Linked DNA regions of Mus musculus: all the other regions are linked to region 1. A link is a contact called in public Hi-C and promoter capture Hi-C data. All regions are on one chromosome and are shown on one strand. Each heading gives the region's core, a stretch centred on a gene start, on an enhancer-like site or on the middle of the called end of the contact. The rest is flanking DNA. Distances are from core to core; before and after follow the strand shown. Region 1 holds the start of Ap1s1 (adaptor protein complex AP-1, sigma 1). Region 2 has its middle 16 kb from the start of Hspb1. Region 3 holds the start of Tmem120a (transmembrane protein 120A). Region 4 holds the start of Cnpy4 (canopy FGF signaling regulator 4). Region 5 holds the start of Ywhag (tyrosine 3-monooxygenase/tryptophan 5-monooxygenase activation protein, gamma polypeptide). Region 6 holds the start of Lamtor4 (late endosomal/lysosomal adaptor, MAPK and MTOR activator 4).

Region 1 (2,706 bases), core at 190-2,689:
TGCCTCCCCAGGGACCAGATTACAGGCATGTGCACAATAATGCCTGGCTAAATTGTTTTGTTGCTCAACGATTTTTTTTTTTGACATTGTGTCTCAGTCCATAAAATGAACTAGCTATGTAGTCAAGAGTCATTTTGAACTCTTGATCTTAGTACATCTGCTTGTACCTTCCAAATAATCACATAATAGGTGTATACCAGCACATCCAGTTTGGTACACACACACACACACACACACACACACACACACACACACACACACACACACATATTCCTCCATAGCCCCAAAACTGGTCATGACCTCTTGCTCTTCCTGCCTCAGCCTCTGCAGGGCTGGGATTGTGACTTGCCTCACCACACCCAGTTCTGGAATCCCACTCTTGCTTGCTTGACAGAGCCACACTGTGTAGTCTAGGCTGGCTGTAGCCTTCTGGCTATGGGGATTACACCACACCCCTTTAATACTATAAGATTCTCTTCATTTCTTCCCCTTTCTCCTTAATTTACAATTTCCTCCCATTCTTTATATTCCTGTTACAGTATTCCCATTTTCAACAATTTTTTTATCCCTGATTTTTATCCCTGGTTTAGTTTTTTTTTAAGATTACATTTTACAAGTGTATTTTGTGTTGCCTGTGACCATGTCTGTCTGTCTGTGTGTGTGTGTATATATGTGTGTGTGTGTGTGTGTGTGTGTGTGGTGTATACAAGCTAGGGTGCTTGCTTATACAGAGGTCAGAGGACAATTTGCAGGAGTCAGTTCTTTCTTTCCACCTTGTGGGTTTGGGGAAACATCTTTACAATCCGAACCATCATATCTGCACTGTTTTGTGTCACTTTTGTTGTTGTTGTTGTTGTTGGAGACAGGCTCTCTGTGGCCTTGGGTGGTCAAGACCGTGCCATGTAGCTGCAGCTGAACTCCTGTCTCTGCCTTCCAAGTGTAGAGATCACAGGATACACCACCACACCTGCCTTGTTTGCTTTGGGGACAGGATCTTGCTTGCTCTGGAACCCTGAGCTGTCCTTGAACTCTTTATTCTCCTAGCCTACCGGTCTCTATTTCCCTCATCCTGCCCATCACCACCCTCTGACTGATGTTTTCCACATCATTCCTCCCAACTTCTTCATCAGCTCCAAAGATCGTGCATACACCTCTCACCCTTTTCCCGCCTTTTTCCCCCACAAATGCTCCAAAGCTCGAAGTCCTCATTGTCCTCTACCCCCTCCCTTCCCATCCTCCAATCAACCCACCAAGACAGCCCTGTTACCATGACGACCAGGCTTTTGCAAAACTGAAGTCAAGGACCTGGTTGCCATGGTTTCCGCTTCTCCGCCTCCAGCCCCGCCTGCGCGCCGGATGAGATGGGGGTGGGTCGCTGCAGCGTTGGCGCCTGCGCAATGCGTCCGTGCTTGGAGCCGGCGAGGCCTTGGGGCGGGGCTTCAAGCGGAGAGGGAGGGAAAAGAAAAGAATCCGACTGGGAGTGGAGCTGGCTTCTACGGTGGCCGGAGAGGGACGCACCGGGCTGGAGGCTGCAGGATGGTAGGCTGTGAGGAGAGGGAGGGGACGGGGACCCGAGGGGCGTGGGCTGTACCTGCAGGGGTCCGGAGGGGGGCTGCCCTTTGTGGGAGTCGCCCTGTCTTCCCTGTGGTCCGCAAAGGATCCACTTCCTGGAGCTGCTGGAGAGAGCTGACCTCGGAAGCTGGAAATGGCACTAGGGACAGGGGTTGGGAGGAGTCTTGCTGGTTAGGAGAGAGGGGACTAGAGCTGAATGGTGGCGGGACTGTCCCGAGCCTGGAGAAGCGCTCGGGACTCTGGGAATCTTTAAGACCCTCCCAGGCACTGCCGCAGGGAAGGCACGAGGTTGGGGCGCCGGGGTCACTCGGGATGGTTGCAGGTCGCCGAAACCCCTTCCCTTGAGGCCCACACTGGAGCATGGCCCATGGAGAGCTCGGTGTGGGAGGGAACAGTTTCCGGGTCTCTGGAGTGAACCTCCTGTCTCGCTTCCTTGACAGCTCACCCGGAGTTCTGGCTCAGGTGGGCTCTAGGGTTTGCCGTCGGGGACCTAGGCTCTGGAAGACTCCCTACTTTGGCAATCCCAGCTCTCCACCCTCTCCGGGGCATTTTCTTTTCCGGAACCCAGGCCTTCCTGCTGTAGCTGTCACCTCCTTTTCTTAACTACACAGGACTCCCTCAGTTCTTCACCTTCCCTATCCCCCCCACCAACAGTACTTACTTCTAGCTTCTGGGGTGTTGTTTTCTTTTAACTTAACCTGCTAAACTGGAAGTGTGGGACACACACAGATATCCCAACCCGGGCCATGTTCTCAGAGCTGTTTGCTGGGAATTGAGTTCAGGATATGGAATGAGGAACCTCTGCAACTGGTAATAAAACTAGGGCCATGCGGGAAGCAGTGAGGACTCTGCTTGCTAGTTATTCCACAGACATTCCCTAGGAGAGCCCTCCAGGGTGACTATGCCCCTGTCTGAGGGACCCAGTGATCAGTCACCTGATGTCTCAGAAGAAAGGTCAGGCCTTAGAGTGCACACCTGTAACCTGGTACTCAGAGGTAAGAAAAAGGGAGATCAGAAAACCAAGGGCAGCCTTCGCTACTTAGGGAATTGAGATCAGCCTGTGCTACATGAAACATTGTCTCACAAAAGAAAGACAGAAAAGAGGGCCAGAGAGACGGCTCAGCTTGTCCGGGT
Region 2 (2,979 bases), core at 471-2,970, 1.1 Mb after region 1:
TTAATCCCAGCACTCTTAAATTTGAGGCCAGCCTGGGTCTACAGGATGAGTTCCAGAACAGCCAGGGCTACACACAGAAACCCTGCCTCAAAAAGGGTGGGTGTGGGAGAGAGAGAGAGAGAGAGAGAGAGAGAGAGAGAGAGAGAGAGTGTGTGTGTGTGTGTGTGTGTGTGTAAGGAGTGTTCCCTAGAGTTGAAGATTCTTCTTGCAAAAGAACTGCTGGGAATACTGCTGTCCCTCCACAGTGCTGACTTCTCAGTCTGCGTGAAGTAAGGGAGGGGGGCAGAAGGGTGGAAACCTGGCCCCTCGGTCAGGAAACGAGAGTTGGGCAACTATCGGCTGGGTAAGCCCAGCCTGTTCTGAGTCAGTCTTTGAATTTTAATCATTCTAACTGTTGTCCAGAGCCCCACCATGATATACCCTATTGTGGGGGCAGAAGCTAGAGGTGCCATATCATTGGTATATGTGGTGCATTGACTTAAAAAACAAAACAAAAAACGCAAGGTTTTATTTCTAGTCTGGAAGTCAGAATGCCTTTCCCTTCCAAGTGCTGGGAATAAGGGCATTGGACAGAGACTAAGCCGTGGTCACGGACTGGATCCCCCTCTTAGACGTTTCAAGACAAAATGAAGCTGGGTAAGGATAACAGGCCCTGGGAGGGAGCTCAATCAAATTGGTAAAGTGTTTGCTTATCATACATGAAATCGAGCCAGGTGTGGTGGTGCACACCTTTAGTTTCAACATTTGGGAAGCAGAAGCAGGTAGATCTGTGAGTTCAAGGCCAGCCTGGTCTACAGAGCGAGTTCCAGGACAGGGCTACACAGAGAAACCCTGTCACAAAACAAACAAACAAAAAAAAACAACAAAAACAACCCACAAACTCCATGCACATCAAGACCACCAGGGTGCATGTGGGGGCACACCTGCTGAAGTGGGGTACACCTGATATTCCTAGCACTCTCAGAGGCTGGAGGCTGAGTTCTAGATTGAGAGCTGGAGCCGAGGCTAGGTTGGGAAGAGTGTGCCGTGCTTTTACCAGGACCCAGCACCCTGGCAAGCCAGGCGACCTGTGCTCCAAAGGACCGTCAACAACTGATGCTTGCTGCCTTCCAGCCTACCTGAGGAAATTCACATCCCAGGTTCAGGAAAAGAGCCTGGCTCCGGAAGAGGCAGTAAGCAGTAGAGGATACCCCAACACCCTCTTCAGGCCTCTGCATATGCCTGTGTACACAACACACCCACACAAAATCTTTTTTAAAGTTGCAAGGTAATGTTCAAGACTAGCTTGGATTGCATGAAACCAGTCTCAGAAAGAAAGGAAAGCAAAGTTAAAAGCGGGGGAGGATGCTGAGAAGATGAGGTGCAAAACGAAGACACATTTCTGGGGTTCAAGGCCTACTTCCATACATTTCAGACTAGCTTGGGCTGCATATGACCGGGTCTCAAAGTTTTGTCAGGCCCTGTGAGTATAGAACTCCAAAGACGGCTAGGAGCAATGTTGTGAGTTTGAAGCCAGAGTCATACAGTTAGACCTTGTCTAAAAGAAACAAAAAAGGAAAGAAAGAAAAAAGGCCAAGGAAGGTAGAGCGTTAATACAAGATCCTGGAGTTGGGGTAACTGGGATTGGGATTCAGGAATCTTCCCTTCTGGGATCTATTTTCCCCAAACCCTCAATGACTCCAGCACCGACGTCCTCTGCCTCCCCCTGGTGGGTACTGCCGGTTCTGCAGCTGTCCCCGTTAGTGCGGGTATTTGCTTCCAGCCTTGAGCCCAGACCCTGATGACAGTAGCGACCTCGAGGCCAGCCCATCTGAGATCTCCATTCCCGAGTTTCTGCATGTTCCCCTTCCCAAACACCTGGGCTTGAAACGAAGGATTGTGCTGCCTGCGTGTGCCCATAAGAGCCAGGCATCTAAGAGTGACCACTCTCCTACCTCTGGCCATTGCGGACTGCCCAGGTACCCGGCTGTAAGCTAGGCAGGGCTGCGGCTCAGCCCCGCCCCACCCAGCACGGAGATTGCCTTCTAGCCCGAGCGTGGCAAGAGCCAATCACAAGCCAGCATCTCGCCTCCGTGCCAATGGCCGGCCTGTTGCTGGGTCTCGCATCCCTCCTTTGGAATTCGCCTGCCGAGCCCGCCGCAGTGCTAATGCGGAGCTTATCATGGCTTCCGGGTCCTCTTCACTCCGCTTTGTCTCCTCCTTTGTAGTCCTTACCGAATAATCTGCTTTGGCCTTTTAGGGCGTAAAAACCTCCTTTAGAGGGTGGTGCATCAAGCTCCAGGTGGTCCTCGCCCTCAGGGTTGCTATAGAAACAGTGACCCACTCTCTGACCTCTAAGCTTGCTGCAGTCCCTAATCTCCATATTATCTTCCCGAACCGATCCCAAGAAATCTATCTACATTTCTCCTGTGTCCTTAACTGGGGAACCGGGGCTCAGCATCTTTGTGCTCCAGTCCACATACTCTGGGAGAGCCCAAAGGTGAATGACCAATATGCCAAGTTTCATCCCCTCACACGCTGGCCCTTTGGTAGTGGGCTATGATAGGCTATGATAGTCCGGGGGACCTAGAAGCCAGTTTCTTCTCTCTGTAGTATTCAAGGCCCCAGCCAGCTCTGGTCAGATATTTACGATTTCAAATTAATGGTGGCCAATTAGGAATCAGCTTGCAACAAGGTCAGAAGAAGAAAAGAGTGTCGGCTCCTCCCTTGTCATTTTCTAACCATGAATTAGGGAGATGAGGCTAGGTGTGGAGGTGCACGCCATTTATCCCAGCACTCAGAAGGCAGTGGCAGTCTTATGACAGTGAGTTCGAGGACAGCATGGTCTGCATACCAAATTCCAGGACAGCCAGATAGACAGCTACATAGTAGTAGTAGGAGGATTGGAGGAATTGTGTGTGTTTACATGTGTGAGTGAGTTCTCTCCTTCCACCATGTGGACCTCAGATATTAAATTCAGGTCTCTCAACAGACTTGGCA
Region 3 (2,916 bases), core at 388-2,887, 1.3 Mb after region 1:
TGTAGCTGAGGATGACCTTGAACTTCTGAATCTCCTGTCTCTTTCTTCCAATTGCTAGGAATACAGGCCTGTACAACCACACCAAGCTTGTGGTACTAGGAAGCAAACCCAAGCCTTCCTGCAAGTAGGCATTCGCCAACTAAGCCACATCCCCAAACCCCCCAAATTCCACAAAATCTTCCATGTTTTTGTTACACCATATTTAAAATTATGCACTGTGCCTTGCTTGCATGCACTTCTTTTTTTGCCTGCATATATGTCTATGCACCACATATGTGGGCCTGGTACCAGTGAAGGCCAGAGATGGGTATTGGATCGCCAGGGACTGGAGTGACAGATGGTTGTGAACTACTATGTAGACCTAGGCATTGAAGCCAGGTCCTCTGTAAGAGCAGCCAGTGCTCGTAAGCCGAGCTTCTCTCCAGCTTTATTCTAGATGTCTAGGCGTGCCATGGTACCTGTGTGGACGTCAGAGAACACGTTGCTGAAACCGATTCTCTATTTTCACAACGTGGGTCCTGGGATCAAACTGAAGTCACCAGACTTGGCCACAGGCACTCTTACCTGCTGCGCCCCCTCATGGGCCACAAGTCCCAAAAGCTCTTCCTCAGACTCAGAACAAGTCCGGGTGGAGGCGCTTACAAGGGGACTGATGAAGAATGTAGGGTGTGATGTGGGTGGTAGGTAGAGTGAGTGCGTGTCCTTGGCGAGGGTGACCAGGAACTTCTGATTCTTCCGTCTGCACCTTCCAAATGTTTGCATCACTGGCATGCGCCTCTGCATCTGATCCCCCCCGGCCCACCCCCCACCCCACCCCCATCCCCCCGCCAGGGTTTCTATGTGTAGCCTTGGCTGTCCTGGAACTCACTCTGTAGACCAGGCTGGCCTCGAACTCAGAGATCCACCTGCCTATGCCTTCCAAGTACTGGGATTAAAGGCGTGCGCTGCCTTTAACTACTGCCCCGCACTGCATCTGATGTTTTGTGTGGTGCTTGGGTGAATTGCCCTCTGAGCTTCCAGCATGCTGGGCAAGTTCTGTACCGAGTCTGTAACTTGAACCGCACTGGTAAGGCTTCGGAAGTGACACGGTAGGAAGTTTAGGAGAGGCAGCCTAAAAGTTAAGGACGGAGGAGAGCTTGGAGGACTCAGGGCCAGGAAAGGAGTATCTGTAAAAGCTGAGAGACGAAGGCTGTCCCTAGAGAGGCGCAGCTTCTCAAGGACAAAAGTGTATGAAGAGTATGAGGTGGCTCACGCTTCTAATCTCTGCACGCGGCGAGTCAGAGGCAGGGGTATTTCTTGGTTCCAGACCAGGCTGAGCTACATAGTGAGACACTATCTAAAAATTTCAAAGTGTTAGAAGCACGTGTCTCCTTGGTTTGTGAGTGGTCCGAGGAAGCAGACTTCTCGGGTAAAAATGCTGGCCGCCCAGCTCTGGTCTCAATTCGAGGAGACGCCCTGCGGGCCCATGTCCCCGCCCAGCTCTCGTCCCTGGCTCTGATTGGCTGCTCCTAGGGGCGGGGCTCACGCGCAGATTACGCCGGGCCTTTTCCCGTTGGCAGTCACGGCGGCGCGAGCCCGGAAGCGGACGGGGGCGGTGGCGGAGGCTTCTCCGGCCGGCCGGGGTTGCAGCTCCGTCCTCCCCACTCGCGGCTCTCCGCGGCCAGTGGCGTGGACAAAGACATGCAGTCCCCGCCCCCGGACCCGCTGGGCGACTGCCTGCGCAACTGGGAGGATCTGCAGCAGGACTTCCAAGGTATCCAGGTGAGCGTCCCTGCGGCCATCCAAGCCCCGAGCCACGTCTCTGTCTCGGGGACAAGGGTCAGGCAGTACTAGGTCACACATAAGGCAGCTCGGAGGGGTCAGGGGTCGAGACTCTCCCCTACTTTTCTTCTTAAATGTCTGATGGGAGCCCGGATTGCCCGCGCGTCCCCGGCGTGCCTGGGCGGGATCCCTCTGTGCCGGGATATCTCGACTTTGTGCAAAGGCCTTGAAAACTGATCAGGACTCTTCTGTTGCCCCTCCCCCTGCACTGCTACCCGATCTGGGACCCAGTCCCCTTCCTAAAGAGCAGTCACCCGAGGCAGAACCCAACGGGGCCCAGCCTTTTGGGTCAATTACCCTGCAAACTTGCAGCCGGACAACGCCTTCCCCGCCCTTGGCTAACTCTGCTGAACGCCGCAGGGAAGCAAGTTTAGGTAAAATTCGGGCCTGGTTGGGGAAATCTCAGCCATCTGAGACGGAGGGACAGCGCCCACCTAGGGACAAGAAGAGGCCCAGTACATGTGGCTCTTTCTTGTAGGGAGAGGTGGGCGGGGCAGACTGTACCAGGACCTCCTGGATTGGTAGAGCGACCACTGGAAAACCTCCCATCCCAGGATGGTGTTGTTTGTGGCCACTCTGTCTCCATACCAGAGAGAAGGAAACCAATGCTTCCTGGAAGGCTGTCACTGGGCAGAGGTGGCACATGCTAGAGTTTGAGGAGGATGCGGCAGCTTATTTTGGCATGAGAAACAGACCTAAATAGTGGAGCCTGGCCAATAGGAGACTAGGTTAGACCTTTGCCTCTATTGGACTGTTGCCTAGCCTCATGTGTCCAGGTTTCCCCAGAACGCTGGCACTAGAACTCTCCCTAGAGACCTACACAGCTCCATGTCTCCCAGTTTTGCCATCACCACGATGACCTCAGCCCCTGCCTTGATTTCCCCACACTGCCCCTTGCCCTTCGTTTAGGCTGCAACTTGCAAGGCTCACCCACCAGGGCAAAGTACTTGGGGAAGCTTTGGACCAAAGGTGCTTGCAGGAGGGGAGTGGATGGGAGGGACTGGCCTTAGGGCGGGAAGCCTGACGACCTTTAACCTGAGATGAAACGTCAGGAATGCCAGGGTAGAAGGCAGCATGGCTATCCCTGATTTCCAT
Region 4 (3,084 bases), core at 268-2,767, 1.1 Mb before region 1:
TGTGAGACGCTGGGTGTGTCTGAAGCAGTCACTTTGAGGAATAAAGTATGAAAGCTAAGAGTGTACATACGCCAGTCAGTGGTGGCGCACACCTTTAATCCCAGCACTCGGGAGGCAGAGGCAGGTGGATTTCTGAGTTTGAGGCCAGCCTGGTCTACAGAGTGAGTTCCAGAGTTCCAGGACAGCCAGGGCTACACAGAGAAAACCTGTCTCAAAAAAAAAAAAAAGTGTTTTTACAGCTCTCCCCTCACTCCAAAGTTGGCTTAGGGTCTGGGAAAACAGTTCTGTAAGTAAAGCACTTTTAAGCTTGAGGACCTGAGTTCAGATCCTAAGAACCTCTGCAATGTTAGGTGATGTGGCACACGCTATCCCAGCATTCTGAGGTCAGAACTAGAGACAGGGGGTTCATATAGTTAACTTCTGCCTTTAATCCCAGCAGAGGCAAGTGGATTTCGGAGTTAGAGACCAGTCTGGTCTACAGGCAAGTTCCAGGACAGCCAGAGCTATAAAGAGAAACCCTGTCTCCACCCCCACCCCGACTCAGAAGAGTGGGGACACAGATGCAAAAATAAGTGAGAGATTAGAATCAAGTCATGGGTGTCAATGATAAAAACATGTTGTTGGGTGTAAAGTGAAGCAATAATGAATCCAAAGAAAAAGTTAGAGTTAGGGAGCCACAGGATATTTATTCAGTGACCTGGCTTCCTCCCTGTTGGGGATGGGAGGGGTGGTTGGGGGGAGGGCATTTACTAATGTAGCCAGAGGCCATGCTGCTTGTTGTAAAATCCCTACAGTGCACCCCATCTGCAAAGCCTCACACCGATGGGCAACTTCTAAGTGGTGTGGTGTCTTCATCTTCTCTTTATGAACTTCAGCTGGGGACTTACTCACCTTTAAAACCCCTAAAGGGGGCCATCAGGCCTGTAATTTAAGAGCGTCTCTGCCAGGGCGGGACTCAGTATGCCTATAAGGAATGAGTATTACACCCCACCCATGCAGATTGTCCAGATTTTTAACAAGGAGAGAAACGACTGAGGAAGATGCTCCATAGAGCCAGCGTTACAGGTTCTTGAACTACAATTCCCACAATACATTGGGGCCCAAGCCCGCAAGAAAAACCTAGATCCTTCTGGATGCCACCTGGGAAATGTAGTGCCACCTTAACCCTGCTTTCCCTCCCTTGTTCCCATTCAAGTGTTACCAAGCTCCAACAGAACCTCTTTCAAGACAGTCTAGTGATCCATCTATCCTAGCCCATTTGATTCAGCCTAGAGTTAGAGAGGCAGGAGGTAGATAGGGAGATGTAAATAGCAACTACTCCGTTTCTGTACCTTCGCATTTGCTGGGCAAACGTTCTGTGTCATCTTCCTCCTCTTTTGTCGCCTCAGCCCAAGCACCGTACGCTGCCAGGATGAAAAGCAGTATCTCCAGCCGCACAGGTCCCATGATAAAACGCAGTCCACACATACAACCACCCTTTGCCTTCAGACCAACTTCTGGAAGGCAGCGGGCCCTTTAAATTTAGGCGAAGCCCGCAGCAAGCTTTAAAAAAAAAAAAAAAAAAATCATAGAACGGTCAGCGCATGCTCAGAGCCAGCCCGAAAGTGGGTGGAGCGTGATGGCTCAGTTTTGTGGCGCCTTCTGAAGGTCCTGACAGCTGGGTAATGAAGATACAAATTGAAGTAATTAGAATAGAGTAATATGATCTTTACACATGCACGTAGAATGAAATTTTTATATAATTTCAGACTGTGAAACGATATGGTCTATTTTGACATAGGGAAGAACAGTGATAACTTTTTGGCTTCTGCCAGGACCTACTCCTGTCAGGGGGCGGGGCCAAGATGGCGCCGAGCGCCGGGTGAGCGGCGCTTTGGCAGCGGTGAGAGGCTTTTACTGCTCCCGGTGCTTGGCTGGCGGGGGAAAGTCTGAGGTGTATCCGTGAGGAGACCCTTTGAAAGGGCCCATGTGAGGACTGGGAAGAAGACGGTTGGTTGTGTGTCCGTGCTCGTGGGGACCCTGTGCGTGACTGCACTGGAAGGATGGTGGGGCGATGTAGTGGCTTGTGAACCTCCTGTAGCGCTGCCCGGGTAATCTTCGAATCACTTCCCTAGCTGAGAAAAATGATGTAAAGATATAGCTCAAGTTATCCCTTCTCTAAGAAGTCTTCCTGTCGCTTCCACTGATCTGAGAAACTCCCGAGGCTGCTAGAGTGTTTTATGAAACCTTAGTGGCAAGGGTACCACCACAGAGGACTGGGACCCGACCAGGTACAGAGTATGTGCTGAATAATTGTATTTCCTGTAGACAAGATTTAACAAAAGTCTGAGAAGACTTGGAATGAAAAGAACCAGTCCCTAGCACTCAGTTCTGAACACTCTTGAGGTTGGTTTCATGTCCAGTGTCAGGCAAGCTCCTTTCCTTTTAACCACAGAGTAAACTCCAAGCTTGAGTCTGTGTCTTTTTCATTTTGGTAATTGTTATACCAAGTATTTAGTGAACACTTACACCTTATTCATGCTGGGCAGTGGTGGCTCACGCCTTTAATCCCAGCACTTGGGAGGCAGAGGCGGGCGGATTTCTGAGTTCTAGACCAGCCTGGTCTACAAAGTTAGTTCCAGGACAGCCAGAGCTATACAGAGAAACCCTGTCTCGAAAAACCAAAAAAAGGAAAGAAAAAAAGAAAAAAAAAGACTTATTCATATATTTAACAATGCCCTAGGCACCAGATAGGTCAGTGAACATAACAGACATATTCTTGTTTACTGGTGGGGTAAGGATAATAAACAAGAAGAAATAATAGCCAGGCTTGGTGGTAAACAGCTGTAAAAGGCAGGAGGCTCTCCAAATCAAGACCACGGGATGAATTCCAGACGAGCCTGAGACCCAATTGTAGAAGGGTTGTTTAACATGTGGAAGGTCTTAGATTTAATCTAGAGTGATTTTATATATATACATATTATATCACTATTATTAAGAAGAAGAAGAAAACATAGCAAACAGGTAAAGCCAGGCATGGTGGTATGTGCTTGCAATCCCAGTACTTGGGAGGTAGAGGCCAAAGGACCAGTGTTGTCTACCTAG
Region 5 (2,745 bases), core at 40-2,539, 1.1 Mb after region 1:
GGAGAACCTGGAGGCCAGGTTCACTTTGGTATGTTAAAAGTTAGTCAGCTGCTTGTTGTGGGTTCAAACAGTTGTCTCCTTTTTTTTTTTTTTTTTTTTTTTTTGAGCCGAGTGCTTTGTCTGCTTTGTGTATTGTTGTGTGCTAATGTACAAAGTCATTGGAACTGGGCCGGTGCTCAACGTGTTGAATGGATGAAGCAAAACTCTACAGTCAAGGCCATTGTGTTGGTGCATGCCTATAATTCCAGAACTTCGTCTAGAGTCACCTTAAGAAGTGTAAGACCCTACTTCAAACCAAACAACTCATAAAAACACAATGAAAATAAAATACGCAGTCAAAACTATAGCGGGTGTGCGTTCAGGCAGGCGTTGGTCCAGTTCACTGGAGAGGAAGAAGGGAGTCCCCCAGGGTCAGTCTGCAGGCAGCTACACCATTTAGGGAAAATAGGCAATATACCGGGCGGATATGTGTCATTCTATGATTTCATCCAGTTAAGTCCGATGTTAAAGTGCATCACTGGAGACTGCAACCATGGTGGGTGTGTGTTAGACAGTTGTCCAAGGGTTGCATCATTCACGCGGCCATCTCTAGGACAGGTTCACCTTTTCCATCTTTTCCATGGTGGTGGTTGGGCAGTTTGGATTTACGGTGTCTGTACTTCTTCTGCCTACTTTATATTCGTGTTTTTCCCCTACCCCTCCACCATGACCAGTTACTTCAGTTTCAGAGAGTCCAGATCTAAGGCCTTGACCTTTTCTTTCCTTCCAACTGCCCAGAGGCTATGGGGCGAGGCCGTGAATCAGCACTCGCTTAGGCTAGTGTAGACTGCTTCCCCGCCAGGGGTCCCCAGCGGCTGCGGGTTAGACCCTGCCCCCCATCCGGTCCGCCTCTGCCTGCGCGCAATGCCCACTGGGAGATGTAGTCTCCACCACCCCTTTGTCCTTGGTCTGCTCTGTAATTCAGCTTGCTGCAGGTCAAACTACAATTCCCAGGAGGTCACGCGCCAGAAGCTATGCAAAAAAAAAAAAAAAAAAAAAAAAAAGGGGGGGGGAGAGGCCCCCAGGGGGCAAGGAGAGGTGGGTTTGATGAAGCTGAGGATTTACGGTAAAGTGAAGAAAGGGGCACATTAGGGAGCAGTGTAGTACTGGGGATACACTGAGAAAATCGCAAAGAGCCACCGCGAATGTTCCAGTAGAAGAGAAGCCCAGTAAATGCAGGACCGGGCGGGACCGGGCGGGGCGCGCGCATGCGCGAGTAGGCGGTGACTTTTACGTCACCCGTGTGGGCGGGACCGCAGGGGGTTGTCCGCCCGCGGCACGCATTGGAGCCGCAGCCTCCTTGCGCCGGGTCCCGCGGTCGCAGCTCGTGCCGCCTCCTTCTCCTCCTCGTCTCAGTAGCTTGCTTCGTGGGTCGGTCCCTCCGACACACGAGCTCCAAGCCGCTCCTCTCTTTTCCTGAAGCCCTTCAAGGCGGTCTTCGGTTTCCTTCTTTCCAGCCGATCCTCTTCAGCCCTGTGAAGATGGTGGACCGCGAGCAACTGGTGCAGAAAGCCCGGCTGGCCGAGCAGGCGGAGCGCTACGACGATATGGCCGCGGCCATGAAGAACGTGAGTGTCTCCTCCCCTCCCCCCTGCCTCGCCCCAGCCTCTCCCGACACCGCGTTCCTCGGCGTGGAAGGCATGCTCCAGGGGCATGTTGTCTTGTCACGACTATAGGGTCACCTCTCCATCTCACTCCTTGGAGGGGTTGGGGACGGGGGCTCATGCACCCGAGTGGTGACGCGGCCTCTTTCCCAGCCTCTCCGAGTTCGGGGCTGGGGCGGGGTCTTGCGTGGCTGGTTTCTGCTGTGGGGTGGGGGTCTCTCTGTGACCCTGAATGTCCAGAGACCTGAGTTGGGGGCCGTGCGCATCCTTTGTGCCCCACTTCCCCTCCTCCCAGTTTAGGCGTGGGGGCGGGGGGACCGCATGGATGCGGTTCCTCTTTCTCTCCCTGGTGTCTGGGCGGCGCCTTCCCCATTCACTCAGCAGGTCTCCCAGTTTGCCGCCTCCCCACTCCATCACCCCCCCCCCCAATCTTTCCCACTGACACATCCTTTAAAGACGTTTCGGGAAGAAAAAAAATGTAGGACCCCCTCTCCTAAAAGAAAAAAGAAAAAAAAACCCAGCCTCAATGATGTAAAATCGAAACCACCTTTCTCACGTTTTTTTTTTTGTTTTTTTTTTTTTTAACAAAAGGCTTCCTTTTAACCATTCCCCAAAGCAAGTCTGTTAGGAAGGGAGGGATATGTGTGTTGCTGGCATTCCCATTCATGGCCCTCTATATAGCATCTTCATTTTTCATTTTATTTATTTTCCATTTCAAAGGGTTAACTATAATGCCTTTGAATGTTAACTGACTGAGATATGCAGTTTCTCTTTTAATTGCAGGCACGAGTCTGCAGAAATTCGTTTGAGTGTAAAAAAATATTCTGTCTGATCTGATACTGCAAACAAAGCGGTGGTGGGAGGCAGTATCAAGTCATTCCAGAAGATTCTGCATTTGTCATATTGCAGAGAGCCTAGACTGGGTGGAGGCTGGGAGGATTTATTTTAAAGGGGAAAAAGTCTTTTTAAAAGAATTTTTTTTTTTTTTGTTAAATGTATCCGAGGCTTTTTTTCTTCTGACCTAATGTATCCTCGTTCTGACGAGAAGGGAATACTGTCGCATTTTTGTCTGAGATGCAAAATCCTAACTAGTTGCACCATT
Region 6 (2,808 bases), core at 108-2,607, 1.2 Mb before region 1:
CTGTGGCACCCATACGTGCGTCCCTACAAGAATTTAACAAATAAAAACAAACTACAACTAACTAACTAATTGTATAACTTGGGTAATGGTTTGTTTGTTGTTTTTTGAGGCTGAGTTACATGTAGTCCAGGTTGTGATTGAATTTGATATGTAGCCAAAGATAAGCCTGAACATCTAACCCACTGTTTCCACCTTCCAAGTGCTGGGACTACACTCTGTTTGGTTTTATGCAGTATTGGGATTGAAGAGAAGGCTCTGTGCATGCTAGGCAACTCATTCTCCGTACTAAGCTACCTCCCCAACCTTTTGGTAATTAGCTTTTATACCACATATCCAAATACTACATAAAGCTTACTATATGGCAAGCAAGGAACCACAGAGAAGACAAAAAGAGACAACTTGGAAATATTTGAAGGGATTTCTGGGCTGTGTGTCCCCAAAGGACCCCCCCACACACACACACACACACACCCTCCACCCCACGCTTTGCTTTCCCACAACGCACCGCCAGCACTGCACCTTCGCTCAGCACCAGGTAGCCAAGCTGGTCTGGGATTCGCTCCAGCCCTTGGGTCAGTGCGGAAGTCTAGAGGGTAAAGAGACAAGGAGAATCATGACAGCCTTGCAAACCCATCTCCCTCCTGGATATGAGCCTTCCAAGGCCCTCATAATGGCTTGTAACACTGAGTCTCCATCCACGGTCACTATTGGACCTCTGAGCTCTTCCACTTGTCATGTAGGTGACCCAGGAGGCCTTCCTAGCCCCTCAACCCCTCCTCATGTCCCTTCCCACTCCAGTCCCCTTATGCCCCGCCCCTTGTGCCATCTAGACTACTCCCCCGCTGCAGAACACCCGGTAGCGGAGCCTTCCTTCTCCAGCCCTCCCTGTCGCTTCCCTCCCATCTCTGTTCCCTTTCGGTCCCAGGGTGGACTGGAGGTGACAGTGAAATGCAAGCCATAAGGTGGCAACAGAAGCTCGGAAAACAGGGACGCGGAACCGCAGGCGTGCACACCCGCGCATGCGTCCACACTCACCATCGCAGCCGTAGGTGCAGTGTAAGCAGTCTGCCGGATAGGTAGTTTCCGGCTCCAGGCTCGGGTCAGGTGGTTTCACCAGCTGACTGTAGCCCAGCCCTTCGCTTGAGGATTGGATGGCGGGTATGTCATTATACTTTATCAACCACTGCGGAGCCCCGCTTTCCGAACACATTCGTGGATTGGTTGCATTTCCCCGCCCCTCAGGATTTGCCTGCGAGAGTTGTCCGGAGAGTCGCGGGGCAGTGTCGCCACACGAACGTGCACTGCTTCTATCCTTTGCAATAGGAATATGCATCTGCCGGTGGCTTCCAAGAAGAAAGTAGAACAGTCCGGTGATGTAAGAGGAGTCTTAGGTGTCACTGTTCAACCTGAAAAGAGAAACTAATGTACCAATGTGAAAGACGATGGTTTGGTTTACACGTGAAAAGCTGTTCACGTGTTAACTTTCTGCCTTGAGTATATGTGTTAAGAGTGGATCGGCCCAAATATGGCTATGAATGAGTAAATCAAATTTGCTGTGTACACACAGTAGTGTAAGATCAATACAAGATGATAATGTCCTGACACCAAATGCAGCTTGAGAATCTCCAAAACAAGAGAAAGCAGGCCAGGGAGATGGCTTCAGAGACCACTCAGCCTTCAGAGGCTCAGACCCAACCAAAAGGACGGGTTGTGAAAGGGCAGGTTCATAAGGCTATATATTATGTGGTCCCATCTATGTAAGACGCTTAGCTGTGACTATTGCCGAATGCTTGTAATCCTAGTTTAAAGCCTGAGAGGCCGAGGATTGGGCTGAATAGGGAGTTCAGTGCCAGACTGAGGCCTGAGCTACCTACCAAGATCCTGATTAAAACACATACACTTCTTGCAAATACAGAAAAACTGAAAGCAATTACTAGTTGGTAGTGGGGCAAGAAAAAATAGGAAGTGCTTATTAATGAGGGTATGGCAGGGCATGTGATTTAAGCTTTTTGGAATTCATATTGAAGTCTGCATATCTTTGTGAATGTGCCGAAGTTACTAAGTTGTACACTAAATTAGTGAATTATATCCCCCACCCCATTTATTTTCAGTGCCAAGAAGCAAAGTCAGGGCCTTATGCATACTGGGTGTGGGTCTGTACCCACAGCACTAAACAAAGAAAGTCGTCCACCCCAAATCATCTTGTAGAAGCAGCAGCTAATTAGAGAAAATGAGGCAAGGCTGTAGCTATCGTTTCAAAACTTGCCTAGCATGCATAGGCCCCAGATTCAATCATCATGACCAAAAAATTGAAGTAGGGCTGGCAAAGTGGCTCAGCGGGCAAAGGTGCTTGGCACCATTGCTCTGAAGTGGGTATACAAATATCAACAGCTGCTTTGTACAATCCAGAGAATGGTCTACAGTAGCCACAATTTTTATTTTGAACGAGTGACTTTATAAAGTGAGTGAGAGAGAGAGAGAGAGAGAGAGAGAGAGAAGCACATCAATTTCCATCAAATCAGGTACTCAAGTATCCAAGTATCCAGCCAAAACTACCTGAGGAAGTCCCTTTAAGACAACTACGAACAGACAGAGTTCTGGGCAGAGCAGAGAGTTTCTTCAGGGAAGGCTTCTAAGTAAAAGAACAGAAATCATGAAATTGGGAGCTTACAGACATCCATCCAAAACCAACCTGGAGAGGCTGAGGTTGCTAGCTGGAGTTCTGGATTACGTTTTCACACCATGACTGAGCATTCAGCTTCTCTATAACATTGCAGGAACTTTTTTACCATGCGTGAGCCCTGGGGA

What was found. Promoter capture Hi-C pulls out the DNA fragments that hold promoters and counts their contacts. A called contact is a pair of places that touch in the nucleus more often than the background predicts.
Region 2: a contact with region 1 is called in a promoter capture Hi-C map of liver, with 2.5 times the contacts expected there. The contact joins the enhancer-like site here to the promoter of Ap1s1 in region 1. A contact is called at or near these places in 4 of 39 promoter capture datasets (embryonic stem cells, liver and pre-B cells), 2 of 115 datasets of contacts at active chromatin or transcription factors (embryonic stem cells and microglia) and 1 of 9 other capture datasets (liver).
Region 3: a contact with region 1 is called in a promoter capture Hi-C map of pre-B cells. The contact joins the promoter of Tmem120a here to the promoter of Ap1s1 in region 1. A contact is called at or near these places in 2 of 39 promoter capture datasets (liver and pre-B cells).
Region 4: a contact with region 1 is called in a Hi-C map of B cells, with 10 read pairs. The contact joins the promoter of Cnpy4 here to the promoter of Ap1s1 in region 1. A contact is called at or near these places in 1 of 39 promoter capture datasets (liver), 1 of 484 Hi-C or Micro-C datasets (B cells) and 1 of 9 other capture datasets (liver).
Region 5: a contact with region 1 is called in a promoter capture Hi-C map of the HPC-7 cell line. The contact joins the promoter of Ywhag here to the promoter of Ap1s1 in region 1. A contact is called at or near these places in 4 of 39 promoter capture datasets (the C10 cell line, the HPC-7 cell line, liver and 1 more) and 1 of 9 other capture datasets (pancreatic islet).
Region 6: a contact with region 1 is called in a Hi-C map of B cells, with 8 read pairs. The contact joins the promoter of Lamtor4 here to the promoter of Ap1s1 in region 1. A contact is called at or near these places in 1 of 39 promoter capture datasets (liver), 1 of 484 Hi-C or Micro-C datasets (B cells) and 1 of 115 datasets of contacts at active chromatin or transcription factors (pancreatic cancer cells).

The regions. Positions count from the first base shown.
Region 1 is chr5:137,044,841-137,047,546 of GRCm38.p6, reverse strand. It overlaps Ap1s1 (adaptor protein complex AP-1, sigma 1), which reads left to right and starts at 1,439. Exons shown (of 5, transcript NM_007457.3): 1 at 1,439-1,539. The coding sequence starts at 1,537.
Region 2 is chr5:135,902,817-135,905,795 of GRCm38.p6, reverse strand. No RefSeq gene overlaps it. Among named protein-coding and RNA genes, the nearest start is that of Hspb1, 16 kb to the right of the region's middle. Within about 2 kb of position 1,720, at least 250 of the 459 cell types and tissues checked have an H3K27ac peak or open chromatin away from gene starts, as enhancers often do. A contact at or near this core is called in embryonic stem cells and liver, where this site is marked.
Region 3 is chr5:135,742,893-135,745,808 of GRCm38.p6, reverse strand. It overlaps Tmem120a (transmembrane protein 120A), which reads left to right and starts at 1,637. Exons shown (of 12, transcript NM_172541.2): 1 at 1,637-1,761. The coding sequence starts at 1,681.
Region 4 is chr5:138,185,968-138,189,051 of GRCm38.p6, reverse strand. Cnpy4 (canopy FGF signaling regulator 4) reads right to left here and starts at 1,517. Exons shown (of 6, transcript NM_178612.4): 1 at 1,332-1,517. The coding sequence starts at 1,467. It overlaps Taf6 (TATA-box binding protein associated factor 6), which reads left to right and starts at 1,826. Exons shown (of 15, transcript NM_009315.4): 1 at 1,826-1,882.
Region 5 is chr5:135,933,185-135,935,929 of GRCm38.p6, reverse strand. Ywhag (tyrosine 3-monooxygenase/tryptophan 5-monooxygenase activation protein, gamma polypeptide) reads left to right here and starts at 1,289. Exons shown (of 2, transcript NM_018871.3): 1 at 1,289-1,607. The coding sequence starts at 1,521. It overlaps Gm40346 (a long non-coding RNA gene), which reads left to right and starts at 1,614. Exons shown (of 2, transcript XR_868594.2): 1 at 1,614-2,745.
Region 6 is chr5:138,254,031-138,256,838 of GRCm38.p6, reverse strand. It overlaps Lamtor4 (late endosomal/lysosomal adaptor, MAPK and MTOR activator 4), which reads right to left and starts at 1,357. Exons shown (of 4, transcript NM_001081108.2): 1 at 1,036-1,357; 2 at 506-586. The coding sequence starts at 1,038.